2 separate regions of the Mus musculus genome follow, and region 2 is linked to region 1. A link is a contact called in public HiChIP or PLAC-seq data. All regions are on one chromosome and are shown on one strand. Each heading gives the region's core, a stretch centred on a gene start, on an enhancer-like site or on the middle of the called end of the contact. The rest is flanking DNA. Distances are from core to core; before and after follow the strand shown.

Region 1 (7,121 bases), core at 3,067-5,566:
CCACTTTGTGGAGGGTGCTGTAGTGCTCACGGTCTTGATGGAAGGAGTGTAGCTCGGATGCAGCCTCCCAGGCACCAAATGAGGGCATGGGAAAGGGATCTGGCTTCTTGTTTTCAAAAAAGCATTTGAGGTTCCTCTCACTTAACTTGTTAGCACATTCCAGGAGTTTGTTTTCCAGTTGCTCCTTCTCCCTTTGTGCATATGTCTTCCAAAAACTCAGCTGCAGATAGCTGACTTTAGATCTGCAGCGTGCATAACAAGTGGTCAGCAGGGAGAGGAAGGACGCCGAACAAATCAGGCACCATCCTAGGATCTTAAGAGCAAAAGAAATGTTGAAGACACAGGAAAGCAAAATGGCATCTCGGGGAGGTGGATGATGTTACCCCCATAGTCATTACTGCCTTCACACTTGAAATTATTCATCTTAACTTTAAATGCTTTTTTGATAGTCAAAATAGAGAGTCAACTCAATAGTCATTTTCTACTCAACATTACTGCTATGCAAAGGAAAAACCAGAAGGCTGACAAATAGGAAGAATGATTGTTCAATAACTTCCTACTAAAGTACATCAAGATGGCATTATTAGAAGAAAGAATTCTTTCTAAGGAATCATGGTGGTCATTTGAATGAATGATCAGTTTGTTAGACAGGTGTCCAGGTGTTGATCAGTGCGTGCACACACTGCTGAGTGACTTTTCCCATGTGACTTTTTTGTAGACAGCAGCAGCCACTCTCTGGGTCCCAAAACTTATTGCTCACAGTAAAGAAAGAAAAGACATAATGCAGTAATGAGCTGAAGCTATAAGAATTTAAAGCCTACCTAAAGGTTGAGAGAGAGAGAGAAAAAAGGACAGGGTCATTCCAAACTTTAAAGATTATTTGTTCTTAATTTCTAAAATTAGAAAAAGTGAACTATTTTTTAAGTAGGAATGATCCTCTTTTTTAAAAAAACTTTTAAAACAAAAGTCTACAGTAAACATATCTTCTAAATTTGTTGCTCTAGACTAACTTTTCATAATTTGAATTAATTTTATATTCGAGTGGCTAACATATTTCTTTTTCTTTCTTTCTTTTGTTTTTTATTTGTTTGTTTGTTTTTGAGACAGGGTTTCTCTGTATAGCCCTGGCTGTCCTGAAACTCACTCTGTAGACCAGGCTGGCCTCGAACTCAGAAATCTGCCTGCCTCTGCCTCCCGAGTGCTGGGATTAAAGGCGTGCGCCTCCACACCCGGCTGCTAACATATTTCTTGAAAGCATCTTCTGATTTCAGTTCAAAGGACCCTTAGCTCATGAGCTTAGTTGACAACAAAAACAATAATCTGCACTAATAATGGGTCCACTCAGGTCAGAGATTTAGCTTTAGCTCAGTGGTTCCCAAATTCTGGCCCAGAAGTAGGGACACCAAACGGTCTCAGCCATTGTATAAATGCCATTCCTCAGGTCAAACACCCACATTTCTTCTCACCATGGGCAGTACTTCCTGTCTCTACTATAATATTAAGGTTAGTCATTTTAGAAAGTGTTTTTCGGGAAGCTGGGCAAGAAGTTAACCAGTTCTACCTGTTATCTACCTGTTTTCAAACATCTCTTTCTGTTCTACAATAACCAACTGGGGCACAGTCAATACTGTGTGAGAGCCTTCCTCCTCTTCTTCAGTCACCAGTAGGTTTGTGGTTGACTCCCTCAGACCTTCCTCTTTCTTTCAGCATCCCCTTCTTCCCTATGACTGGGCCCTTGTGTAAAATCCATTCTCCTCTACCTCAGATAATCCTGATGAGTTAGAAACTATATGATCAGCTTCATATTCTTTTCTTTCTCACCGGACTGGTGAGTCTTGTCCTCCTCCCAGACTCCTCACAGTCCCTAGAACTCTAGCTAGAGTGTGGTGATTGAGCCCATCCCAGCCTACTTGTCTCTATTTGCCCTATTTGTCTCTGCCCCCAAATCCTGACAGTTTTCTCACCTTGGAACATTCTAAAAGCTTTATGACTATGTCCATTATCTCTAAATAACTCCCCACAATAGGTGCTATTGTCCCCTTTTATGAGAAAATTGGGGTTCAGAGTTCTATATCACACAGCTGGGGAGTGGCAGCATCAGGATTCAACACCAGCTGACTCCATGACTGAGCTCTTTCCACTACTCCATCCACCTTCCTTAAGAGCAGAGATTCATCCAGCTGGGTTTCATGTTGCTCTGCCCCACCCATGAATGAATGCACTTTTCCACCTCCGCCCACATGCCCAATTATTGTTTTGGACTGTTTGATGCCTCCTGCTGTCTGAACCTCATCGTCAGCACCTGCTATTGCTATACCTCCCTTCAGTCACATCTCTTGGGCATCCTCCTGTAGGTCCTTCTCATTCTACTAGAGTTATCAACAGGTCTTTGTGTTCGATCTAAGCTATGCCTGGGTGTGCATGCTTTTTTTTGAGTTTATATTTAAAGAGGAGCTTACACAGTGAAGAGTGTTGGGGATTGGCATCGGTTGAATGGAGCTGGTGCCTACAGAGGTAAGCCATGTGTCATCCACACTATCATAACATTAGTAATGAATACCTTCCTTCAACAAAAGATGGAAGGCACTCAGAGGAGCCTGACATGTTCCATCTAACCTATGCTTTATGAACTAAACAAAGGAGTTTATTTAGGGAAACTCTTTGATTTAATAGCTTATGGAGAATATAACCTTACTAGTAACCATCCTATATTGTAGAAGCCAACTTTGCTTTAATGTGTTTGCTGTAAGGGCAAGCCCTTGCAAAAACAGTAAAATTAGTATGTGCCTGTGCATTTATCCAGAAACCAACACTATTCCTGAGAAAGGATGGCTCTTTTAATTTACTCCTACCTCTTTTGGCCCCCGAAATAAGAAATGAGCTTCACTGCAAGGCTAGGCTAGGACTAGGCACCTGGATCTGTGTTCAAATACTTGGCAAGGTAACAAGTTCCTTCATTGTATTGATTAGTTGAAGCTGGAAATTACTGCCCACAAGGAAAACAATTCTCCAAATTCTGAGCTTCTAAAGTAGCATGAGAATTGACTTAGTCATACAGCACAGAGAGCAAAAGCCATAAACTGCCCCAGGGAATGTGGTCACACTTTACCAAAGACCATTTAAAGACTGATCAGTCCCATCTTATTCGGGGAACTCTCAATCTTGACAGCACTCATGCATAGAAATACCAGTTACCACTGTGGTTACTCAAGGAAATCTCTATGCTAATTATACCCCAAGAGACTTTGAAAAGTGGTCACTGATTTGGCTCAGCTCTATTTCAGTGGATGAATAAGATGTGTCTGTGTTTTCTGAGACATCGGCTTGAAAATAAATAATTGATAGGAGACAGTAGTGCTTAATTACAGCTCAGGTTTAGCACTCAGTGGATGACATTGTGTTCTGCATTATTTAGAGTCAACCCAGAGAGAGAGAGAGAGTTTTGAGCACTTAAGTATTTACATATGCATAACCCAGAGGATATTTTCTCTTTGGAAATGGAGACTACACAATCCAATCAGCAATTTTACTGAGCCATCTTGTCCCTAAAAAGCTTTTCCTGAGATTCTCTTAATGCTACATCATGTTCCAATTTCCACTTAGTGTCAAAAGTATCCTGGCAAGACTCAGACTCTGACGGATGAAAGGAAGCCAGAGAAGTTCCCACTAGGAGCAAAAGGCATGTTTGTCCTTACCTGAGACTGGGCCTGCAGGGATAGCCTCACTTCTTCACTCTCCATAGCGGCCATGCTACTTTTACCACAGGAGACTTTGTGCAGTTCTTCCCAGCACTCTTTGGGCTTGCCCTTGCAAATCATCTCCAGGAGCCTTGTGCTTCTTGTCCCGCTCATAGCACATTCATAAAACGTCCCATTAAGCAAAGCCACAGAGAGCCACATCACCGGAGCCACCAGTGAACTCAGTATGATATGGCCCAGGACGTAGAAGAAGCGGCAGCAGCGTCTCCTGGGAAATATTTTTTTTGGGTTCATACAGCAGCCAGTGAAGAGTCTCCATGCCTTGTTATTCAGAAAGAAGCCAAGGATCAGTAACACCCAGGCAGGGGCGAAGAGAAAAACCAGCCCATAGGCAGTATTCTCAACGCTGCAGGGGCACTTAAATGCCACCAGCGAGAAGAGACGTTCGCTACCCACGGTGAGCAAAGCCATGAAGCTGTAGCCAATAGCAGTTTTTTGGTTAAGAAAGAATTTTAAGATGCTCTGAAAGGCATCCATGTTGGAGACACACACACACACACACACACACACGCGAAGAGGGAAAGACGTTTGCCTTGGTTTTAGCACAGCAACTGTGGCTGAGGCTGAGGGTGGAGCTCTTTCAAAACAGCAATCCTGCTCAGTCTGCATCGAGCCAGATAAGGAAACAATGTCATTCCCCAGGAATGCTTTATTTCCCAACAACGTTCAGATAATGCCTCCTACTGGTGGTTGCTGACACTTGAGGGTAGCCAAAGAAGCTGAAAAGTAAACGCAAGTTCCTTTTAATAGTCTTTGCACGTGCTTTTGATTCCAAATCGAAAATGCTCATACAAATTATAAGTATAGAAATTGTCCAGTGGGGGGCTCAGTGCTTCTAGAAATGTGTTTCAGCCACTGACTGGTAGCCAAAGCCAGTCTCCAGACCCAGTGTTTCATGATCGGTTTCTTCTCTTGCTCTGTGCCCTAAGATTTAGTAGACAGGAGTTCTGACTTCCTAAAAGGGTTTTCTTCATTAGAGACCTGAAACATATGGGGTGGGGTTTTTAGAATTTGTGTGAGAAGTCTAATAACTACAGGGGCTTTAGAGAAAAGGAGGCATCCTCGTTTCTCTTCATGTAACGTCTTGATTCACATCATGATAGGTTTTGTTTTTCTTTTTCTTTTTGGTGGGAGGGGAAGTCACAAAGAAAATCTTTCTAAAACAGATGCCAAACCTGAGTTAGGATATCTTCGGGGCTCCAAACCACCCACCACTTGGTCATATGGACCATCGCTGAACCTCGGCATGGTGTTTCATACCAGAACATGTTTCACTCTGTTCACTTAGCAAATGCTAGCTGACTCCAGGTTGTTTTCTAGGACTGAACATAGTGTCACGTGTAGATTAGAAACTCACTCAGAAGTTTGATTTGCAGGTAGCTACTGAATTTGCAACGTAGTAGGATTGTTCAAGATAGGCAGTCCTCCTGTCTATTCAATCAACCAATGAGCACATGAATGAACATTTTTGTACTTCACATTATAAATGATTTAAGAAAATTGCTTCCATTTCTCTCCTACACTGCTCTTAATTTAAACATTAAGTTAATTCACACCTCTGAATGACGGCAGCACATCCAGTTGTCAGATTTCCATGAATAAGTGTAAGAAGCTTCGCCTAGGTGTTTTGTGAAAGGCCTTGGATTAGGAGTCAAGCAAGTAAAAGGCTACAGTCTTTGCTGTTATATTCGTGCTTCTCTAAAGAGCAGATTATACATTTGTGAGAGTTATGGCTTAGAAGAAATAGAGGGGCCAGCAAGATGGCTGTATGGGTAAAGGTGTTTTTCTCTAAGCCTGACTACCTGACCACTAGCCTCAAACCCACACAGTACAAGGGGAGACCCAGCTTCTAGTTGTTCTCTGACCTTATGCCATCCACACAGGCATAGACAAGCTAGCAAGCAAACAAATGTGAAATAATGTTTCAAAACGAAGTGAGTCCTAAACTGCTTAAGCACAGCTTGAAAACAAACGAAGAAAAAGGAGAGTGAAGGAGGCTAAGGTTTCTTGTTTCTAGGTTGTAGGGACTTTTGAGCCCTGTACCACAACAGCCACTTTTGAAAACTCAATTATCACACATTAATGTTGTCCCCACCACTTTCTCTTGCTCCTCCTCGAAGAGTTGACGTCTACAGTATGATTATGATAATTTTGTATGTTCAAAAACATGTTCTGGGGCCTAGACTGCCCAAAGCATACCCTCCTTAGACCAGTGATCCCCTGTCGTGGAACATGTGCCCAGGGTCACTTTAACTCTAAATTCTATGTTTTACTATGATCCGTGTGGCATATTTCATGCTGCTGTGTTGATGATTAATGATATTTTTGATTCTCAACATCCTAAAGCCTATGTGTTTTCTATGAGGGTTACTGGAAATCATTTTGTTTGTCTGTTTGGATTGCTTTAGTTTGACTTGGTTTGGTTTTTGAGACAACGACCTCTGTGTAACAGACCTGACTCCTGGAACTCTGTAGACCAGGCTGGCCTTGAAGTCACAGAAATCTACCTGCCTTTGCCTCCCAAAGGCTGGGGTGTGCGACCATGTCTGGCTAGAAATAATATATTTTACAAACTGTATTGTTCCACGAACATCAGCACTTTAGGATAGTCTATAAAAATAAAAAAAAAATAATTTAAAAGCCGCACATGGCATAAGGTCAGTAAACTGCAAAGATAACTGTGAGCCCAGACATCCTGACTGCCTGCTCAGCTTGGCAAGCTCACCACTGCTGTGATGCTATTGGCTTGTCTGAATAAGCTTCTGTTGAGACTAAGTGCTATAATTTTCTTTCTGTTTATCAGGTTGCTTTTAAGATGTACTTGGGAATTACACCAAGTGTGACCTGCCACAATTCAAGCAGAAATGAATTTTCCCTGATTCTACACAAGAATCCTCTGGCAGAGTTCGTCGAAGAGCTGCCTGCTGGGCGATCTGCACTGTGCTACTGCAATTTGCTCTGTGGGATCATCAGAGGGGCCCTGGAGATGGTAAAGCATGCGTTTCATCATGGCTTGCATGTTAGCCATCCAGAGCTGCCCTCAATGTGTAACAACTTCAAATGAATGCACAGTCTCTAAAGGTGGGAAATCCTAGACCAAGTAAGGCTTGTTACTACACGCCAGTGATCTCAGCGACCTGGGAGGTAAGGTAGGAGGGTCAGGATTGTAAGGCCAAGGCCAAGTCTGTGCTGTAGAAATTGAATTCAGCCTCATCCTGGGAAATTCAGTAAGATCCTATATTAAATTCTTAAAAATGAAATGGAACACTGAGGAGTTTGCTGAAGAAAAGGAAAAAAAAAGATCTGGGAGATGGCTCCGTACATGCCATTTAGCTGAACAACCTGACTTCAGTCTTTAGAACA
Region 2 (7,121 bases), core at 1,801-4,300, 200 kb after region 1:
CTGCCAAAATGAACGGCGTGGAAGGGAACAACGAGCTATCTCTCGCTAACACCACGACCCCCTCCCATGCCTCCGAAGATCTGGATCTGAAGCAGGACCAGGGGCTCCAAGAGGAAACCGACACAGTGCGGGAGATGGAGGCTGCAGGTGAGGCCGGTGCGGATGGAGGCGCGTCTCCGGATTCCGAGCACTGCGGCCCCGAGCTCTGCTTCCGAGTGGCTGAGAATAGTTGTGCTGCGGCAGCGAGAGGTCTGGAGGATGCTCCGTCTCCATCAAAGGGCGGGGACGCACCCTCAGCCCCTGTGGCAGCCGACGACAGCAGTAAAAATGGCTGTCAGCTTGAAGGGCCTCACAGCCCTGCTAAACCGAAAGCCCTGGAAGCCTGTGGTGCGGTGGGCCTGGGGTCTCAGCAGATGCCGGGGCCGAAGAAGACCAAGGAAATGACGACTACCAAGTGCGCCATCTCTGTGGCCACCGGCAAGGAGGGAGAAGCAGGAGCGGCAATGCAGGAAAAGAAGGGGTTACAGAAGGAAAAAAAGGTAGCTGGAGGAGGGAAAGAGGAGACTCGACCCAGAGCTCCGAAGATCAATTGCATGGACTCGCTGGAGGCCATCGATCAAGAGCTGTCAAATGTAAATGCGCAGGCTGACAGGGCCTTCCTCCAGCTGGAACGCAAATTTGGGCGGATGAGAAGGCTCCACATGCAGCGCAGAAGTTTCATCATCCAAAACATCCCAGGTTTCTGGGTCACCGCTTTTCGGAACCACCCCCAGCTGTCACCAATGATTAGTGGCCAAGATGAAGACATGATGAGGTACATGATCAATTTAGAGGTGGAGGAGCTTAAGCAGCCAAGAGTAGGGTGCAAATTTAAGTTCATCTTTCAAAGCAACCCCTACTTTCGAAATGAGGGGCTGGTCAAAGAATATGAGCGCAGATCCTCAGGTCGAGTGGTGTCACTCTCTACGCCAATCCGCTGGCACCGGGGTCAGGAACCCCAGGCCCACATCCACAGGAATAGGGAGGGGAACACGATTCCCAGTTTCTTCAACTGGTTCTCAGACCACAGCCTCCTAGAATTCGACAGAATAGCTGAAATTATCAAAGGGGAGCTGTGGTCCAATCCCCTACAATACTATCTGATGGGCGATGGGCCACGCCGTGGAGTTCGAGTCCCACCAAGGCAGCCAGTGGAGAGTCCCAGGTCCTTCAGGTTCCAGTCTGGCTAAGCTCTGCCCTCGTGAGAAGCTCTTGCAGAGGAGTCCTTACCACCTCCTCAGCTTGGCCAGCAGCATGCAGCCTTCTGTCTGCTTTCTCTTCCTGTTGGATTGTGTTCATTGGTTCTTCTAAGTCTCCAGTAGTTTCAAGATTGTGGCTTTCAAGTCTTTGCTCTTCTTTCTCTGGGCCATCACGATGTTCTGCATATATATATATAATGGTGTTCCAAGTGCATGGCCTTCAAACTGCTTCTATGCCAAGTCACGTGCTGTAGTCTGTACTTCGTTCTTTGCATGGCTTGGTCCCTGTCTGTGACATGATCTTTTTTTCATTTTTTTTTTTAAGTGGTTCTCTGCCACAAGAAAGCTTGACACATTCTTACCAAGAACTAGCCAGGCTTCATACTTTCTGCTGTGTTCCCGATATCTATGTACTGTGAAGAACCGTGAGTTTCACCACTGCAAGATGGAACTGTACCCCAACCCAGCCATTAGCCCAACAGGACATTCCAGGCTATTGCCAACTGATCCTAGCTGTCTTCCTGGGCCTTTGCCTTTTACCCTGCTTGTTATCTCTACAACAAGCAGGTGGCTGGTGGGTATGAGTGAAGTAACAGGCGAGGAATGTTTTCTGTCACCTCATTGGTCTTGTACCGTTGGTTGCTGTGCATTGTGATCAGCTACTGGTGAGTATGGAAGCTTGTGCAATTGCCCACTAGTTCTCTCCTGGTTGAGCTTTGCACAGGCCCAAGTGGTTCCTCAGGAACTATCTAAGGACCTAAGTTCCTAGGCAGCACACAGATACCCCCTGCTGTACCAGTTCCCATGGCTCAATTAGCTGCTGGGCAGGATCTGTAGTCTCACGTGGCAGTGCCCAAAGCAAAGCTGAAGTGGCTCCCTTCCAGTGGTTAGTTCTGAGCCCTAACCAACAAATTATTCCTTATCCAGGCACCTTTGATAGGTAACTACTCCTCTTCCTGTGTTCACACCCACTCTGGTTAAGTCAAAGTTGCCTAGGTTTGGGTAGTTAGAAATTGTTTGTGGCCCACAGGCCTTGCTATACCTTTTTCTCTTTGGCTCTTCTCTTTTCACCTCCCCCCAACCCCTTTTCTTTTTAAGGCAGTTACAGCCCAGAGACAGAAAAAACAAAAGACAGCAGGCTTTTTATTTGCTCTCCCCTTGGTTGTATGCAGGCTGGGAAAGGTACTGTAAAGTAGACTCCAAATCTCTCACTGCCCTGACTATTCCACCCTTCTCATAGCAAGGGAGACCACCTCCACTCTTCCCTCCATTCTACTAGGTGCTGTGTCTTTAAGCTCTAGTTTGGGAATCTGAGAGAAGAGAAAGAAGAGTCTCAATGACAGACCCTGTGCCTGCCCTGAGCAGTCTGTGAATGAATGCACCTAGCCCACGTTTCTAAAGGACAGCAGTTCTTTTGTGGGCCTCAGCCTGTAGAAATGACCAGAGAGCAACAATGTGCGACATCTTTGTTGTTTGCCTGATCTTGGCCCTTACCTGTCAGGTTTTGAATGTCCTTCCATGTTTCCATCCTAACAAAGAAGGAAGCAGGCTGTAGAGTGCATTGTGGGAGGGAGACCCCAAGCCTCTTCTCAGGGATGTGGGGATGTGAGGGGTCTGGATTTGCAGGACATGCTCCATTGAATTTGCAACAGCGCTGTTGTGGCTTCTGCCGCTGCAGCCCTCAGGCATTCCCTTTCTGATTGAAAGACCTTGTTGAAAGCTTCTCCAAAGCTCGTAGGTCTGGATACCTTCGTTGGAGGCTGGGAATTTTAAGAGGAGGACTAGAGGGAAGAGCCTGTTGCAGAGTGAGTTTTTCTAGGTCTGCTGAGATGATTGACACATGGAGGGAGCAGGGTTGGGGGCAGGGGTCCCTGAAGCACATTCCAGTGCAAGGAGGTGGGGGAAGGGATCAAGTGGGTTGGGATTTAAAAAGAGACGCTTGGAGGATATTCCTTAGTTTGTTCTAATTTTCAACTCCACCAGTAGATGTTAGTAAACAGATGTAAGTCTGAGTGAGCCTTGCCTGGGGAGATCAATGGTGTGCACTCCTCATTCCACTGCGCTCGATCCTAGTCCCCCCTGTCAGCTCACTGGCAGGATTGATGTTTACAAGCCTGCCTTTTACTGATCATTGAGAACAAGTGCAAACATTTGAATTTCTGTCAGTTGCAGTATGAAGACTCCTGGGAACACTCACTACTAGATTAACTTGTTCTGGTGTCTCTTCATGTATAGCTGTATTCTTAGAAGTTCAATCCGCACAATGATCTCTGAAGTCTGAAGACTTTTTGAAAACTGTTGCTATGTCTTGTAAAAGTGGTTTCCAAAAGACAAATGTAACTGTCCTACTGATATTTCTTGCTGTAGTAAGTAAGTAACACTTGGCATTATCTTCTTAACCCGTGTAAGGACTAGAACTGCTATCAACTAAACGAGGATATTAGTCCTTTGTCTTCTCCTGTGTGCTCAAAGGAAAGATAATGTTACTGTTATATTTCTCGTCTGCACCAAAAATAAATAAATAAATAATAAATAAATAAATAAACAAACAAATAAATAAATGTGAATAAAAAGCTCTATGCTGTCTGGGTGAATGTACAGTTGGGCAATGATGAAGCATTTCACTTTTATTCACAGAACAACATGAACTGAGCAGACCAAAAATGATTCTTTTTTCCTTTTTAGCCAGCAGATGAGAGACTATCTGAACTGGTTTTGAGGCTGCACAGAGAGTAACTAGGGGAGTTGGGTGTGGTGGTACAACCTGTGACTCCAGCTCTTGGGGGCCGAGGGAGGAGGAGCTGGAGTTCAAAGCCAGCCTGGGCTCTAAAGCAATGCACAGGCAGCTGAGCTATGCACAAGGTATACAATAAATATGTACATACATAGCATAAATCTTATATAAGGACTGTATCAAAGGTAGGAAGGAAATTAGGATCTGAAATGGAGGAAGAAAAACAAATGCAAGGGAATGGAGCAGGCCCAGGGCTGCAGGAACGAACCAGCTGTTTTCACAAGTGACATCAGGGTCTAATTTCCAAAGATAAAGCAGAACGACGCCATGTTAACCTGCGGCAAGTGAGTGGCGCTGTCTCCTCAGAAGGACAATACCTTTGTCAGATTAAAGCTGAAAATAAAGGGAATGGTGGCACATTCCGACTACCTCTAGGACAGGAAAAAGGCAGAGACCACCAGAGATGGTCCACTTGCAAAAGAAAGCAGGGTTTCTCTCACATCTCTGGGACCAGAAGTAATTATAGTCAGCACGACCTGCCTCAGACTACCCAGTTACTTAACAGAAATTTTTGATTTAACAGAAAATTTGGTACATTTGCTTACTTGACTAAAAATATTTGGTTCTTCATTTTCCTGAACAATATAGCATCCATACCTTAATACCGGTAATGTATTAAGGTATGGATGAGAAAACTCTTTCTTGAAACTCAAGTTGTGCAATATTTTAGGTGTTTAGATATTATTTCAGTCACAGACTTGTATTTTGAGTATTCCTGTTAACTAGTTTGTCTTTCAAGACAGGGTGTCACCAGGTGTGTAGCCCAGGCAGATCTCCAACTCTTGATCCTCCTGCTTCTAGCTCCCTAAGTGCCAGTATTACAGGTATGTACATCTGACTACTCCTTTCAAAGCACCACACTGTTGCAGGACATAAAGCAGCACTCACAGATTCCACGATGTTTGTTTCGGAAGGCTATTTTAAGCCCCTTAAGAAAAAGACTTACACCAGTGGCGACACTGTTAGCATAACTGGAAACGTTGATTCACAGGTATTTTTCCACTGGCAACAAACAGTATAAACAGTGATAAACATTGGTACAGGTCCTTAGGATATGACCCCCTCCACCCCCAACTAGTGCTGGTGTCATTAAGTTCTATGCTTTTTTAGTGCATGTAGCGATGAAAGAAGGAACACGAGCTAGAAAGAAAGCTCAGTAGTTCGAAGCACTCGTTGCACTTGCAGAGGACTCCGGTTTGCTTCCTGGCAGCCATTTCTAGTGGCTCACAAGCATTTATAATCCAGCTTCACAGGCCGTCTTCTGGCCGACATGGGCAGTGACATGCACGCGTACAAACAGACAAGCAGGCACACACATAAATAAAAATGATATAGTACAAAGAATAAACAGCTTTTCATTAATGTTGTTTTTAATCAGAAATGCTTTATTCATGGGTTTCGGAGGTTAACCTCGGGTCACCGGTCTCGTGCAGCAAGCACTTTTATCCACAAAGCCATCTTGCCAGCCCTACGTTCACCTCTCCTACCTAGTTAGAAACACTGACAATTTTTATGAACCATGAGATAAAACTTAACTGTAGCTCAATATTCATACAGAAGCAGTCACTAGAGGCAGCAGTGACAGGTCAGCAGGTGAGACACGGGGCAAGGCACTCTAAACTCCAGCTCTCTTTGTAAGATGGAAAAGACAAGGTTGGAGGAGACAGCATCTTCCCTCGCAGTCTTTAGATGGGAACTGGGGAAGGACTTTTTAAGTTACTTTCCCTGCTCTTTAGTGGGCAAAGGAAGTACAATTAACTTTTAAATTCGGGCTTCTAAATTCTTAAACCAACAACCATTTATAAGTGTTGAAACATGCATTCTTGGGTCTCAAGATGGCTCCGTGGGTAAAGGCACTTGCCCCAAGTGTGACTGACCTAAGCTTAATCACTGGGACACATATAGTAGAGAAAAAGAATACACACACACACACACAGGAGCACAGGTATTCACACATAGGCACACACACAGATACTCACACATACTTGTAGGCACACACACAGGTAGGCACAGGCACACATTAAAAACACAGACAGATATAAATGAAAAAATATTCAATAATACAAACATCTATAAGGAAAAATAGCTTTATTTTAAAGCAAAGTGAATTCTCTACTTAAAGCACATAATAGATAGATAAGAGCATTTATTTGGCCCTAGGCTTGATTGCATGCGCTCATTATAATACTCTAATGACATTTTGGATATCAAATATATCTCTGTATATGTATTCTTATTGATCAATATCAAATATACTGATAGTAAAGAAATAAGTTCTGTTTCCTTTTTAATTACCCTGAGAAACACATCTTCATAGTACAGTTAGGATTTATCTGAATATTTGGAAATTTTAAGAAAATAAAATTTTCAGTGCACATGTTAATATGCTAAATTCCAAGACAAAAATAATGATAATATTTTCTAATCCCATCCATTTATGTACAGTGAAGTTAACAGGCAAAAGAGGACCCAGGAACTTATAAAACATCAACTGAATCTGAATATCTTATATATACATGATCTGATGCACATGTTAACTTATCAAAACCACACAGAGCACAACATATCCTAACCTGAAGTGTACCTAAGCAACTGTGTCTTCCAGCTCCCTTTCCAAGGACAAAGCTGAATTTAATAGGTATAAATTTAACTCTTCCTAATGTGAGAAATTAATACTAAGGAACGAGGTAATATTATCTTAACAAATCATGTCTCTTTATGTATTTTGGGGGAAAAAAGAAATAGCAAAAAGCCTAATAGCCTGGAACAATAACCTAGACTTTGGTGTTATCAATTCAGATTACACTTTCAATTAAAAGTATGAATACTCAGAACAGGGTTTACTTACTAGGTCTCAAATCATAATAGAGCATTCGATTTACTGGAAGTTTGCTTAAAAGCCATTGCTGGCCCCACTCCCAAAGTTTCTGATTTCGTAGGTTTGGGAGGAAGCACTCAGATTTGCATTTTCAAGTTCTATGCTGCTCTGCTATTAGACTGTGGACAGGCTTGGAAACTGCTGGACCAGGTAGATGCATGTATTTGTCTATCACCTTGGAAGAATCCTCAAAACGGCCAGCATAGAAAAG

What was found. HiChIP or PLAC-seq counts read pairs in DNA pulled down with a chosen protein or histone mark.
Region 2: an H3K4me3 HiChIP or PLAC-seq map of the SCID.adh cell line shows a contact between it and region 1, with 11 read pairs. The contact joins the enhancer-like site here to the promoter of Calhm5 in region 1. A contact is called at or near these places in 18 of 39 promoter capture datasets (the C10 cell line, the HPC-7 cell line, the SN4741 cell line and 10 more), 4 of 484 Hi-C or Micro-C datasets (bone marrow-derived macrophages, cardiomyocytes, cerebral cortex and 1 more), 17 of 115 datasets of contacts at active chromatin or transcription factors (the NIH/3T3 cell line, the SCID.adh cell line, bone marrow-derived macrophages and 9 more) and 5 of 9 other capture datasets (adipose tissue, embryonic stem cells, liver and 2 more).

What each region holds. Positions count from the first base shown.
Region 1 is chr10:34,092,203-34,099,323 of GRCm38.p6, forward strand. Calhm5 (calcium homeostasis modulator family member 5) reads right to left here and starts at 4,317. Exons shown (of 2, transcript NM_178908.3): 1 at 3,696-4,317; 2 at 1-313. The coding sequence starts at 4,235. Trappc3l (trafficking protein particle complex 3 like) reads left to right here. Exons shown (of 7, transcript NM_001162937.1): 5 at 6,562-6,747.
Region 2 is chr10:34,297,506-34,304,626 of GRCm38.p6, forward strand. Tspyl4 (TSPY-like 4) reads left to right here. Exons shown (of 1, transcript NM_030203.2): 1 at 1-3,815. The coding sequence starts at 9. The coding sequence ends at 1,229. Nt5dc1 (5'-nucleotidase domain containing 1) reads right to left here. Exons shown (of 12, transcript NM_176968.5): 12 at 6,104-7,121. Among named protein-coding and RNA genes, the nearest start is that of Gm26564, 3.6 kb to the left of the region's middle. Within about 2 kb of position 3,051, at least 18 of the 459 cell types and tissues checked have an H3K27ac peak or open chromatin away from gene starts, as enhancers often do. A contact at or near this core is called in the SCID.adh cell line, where this site is marked.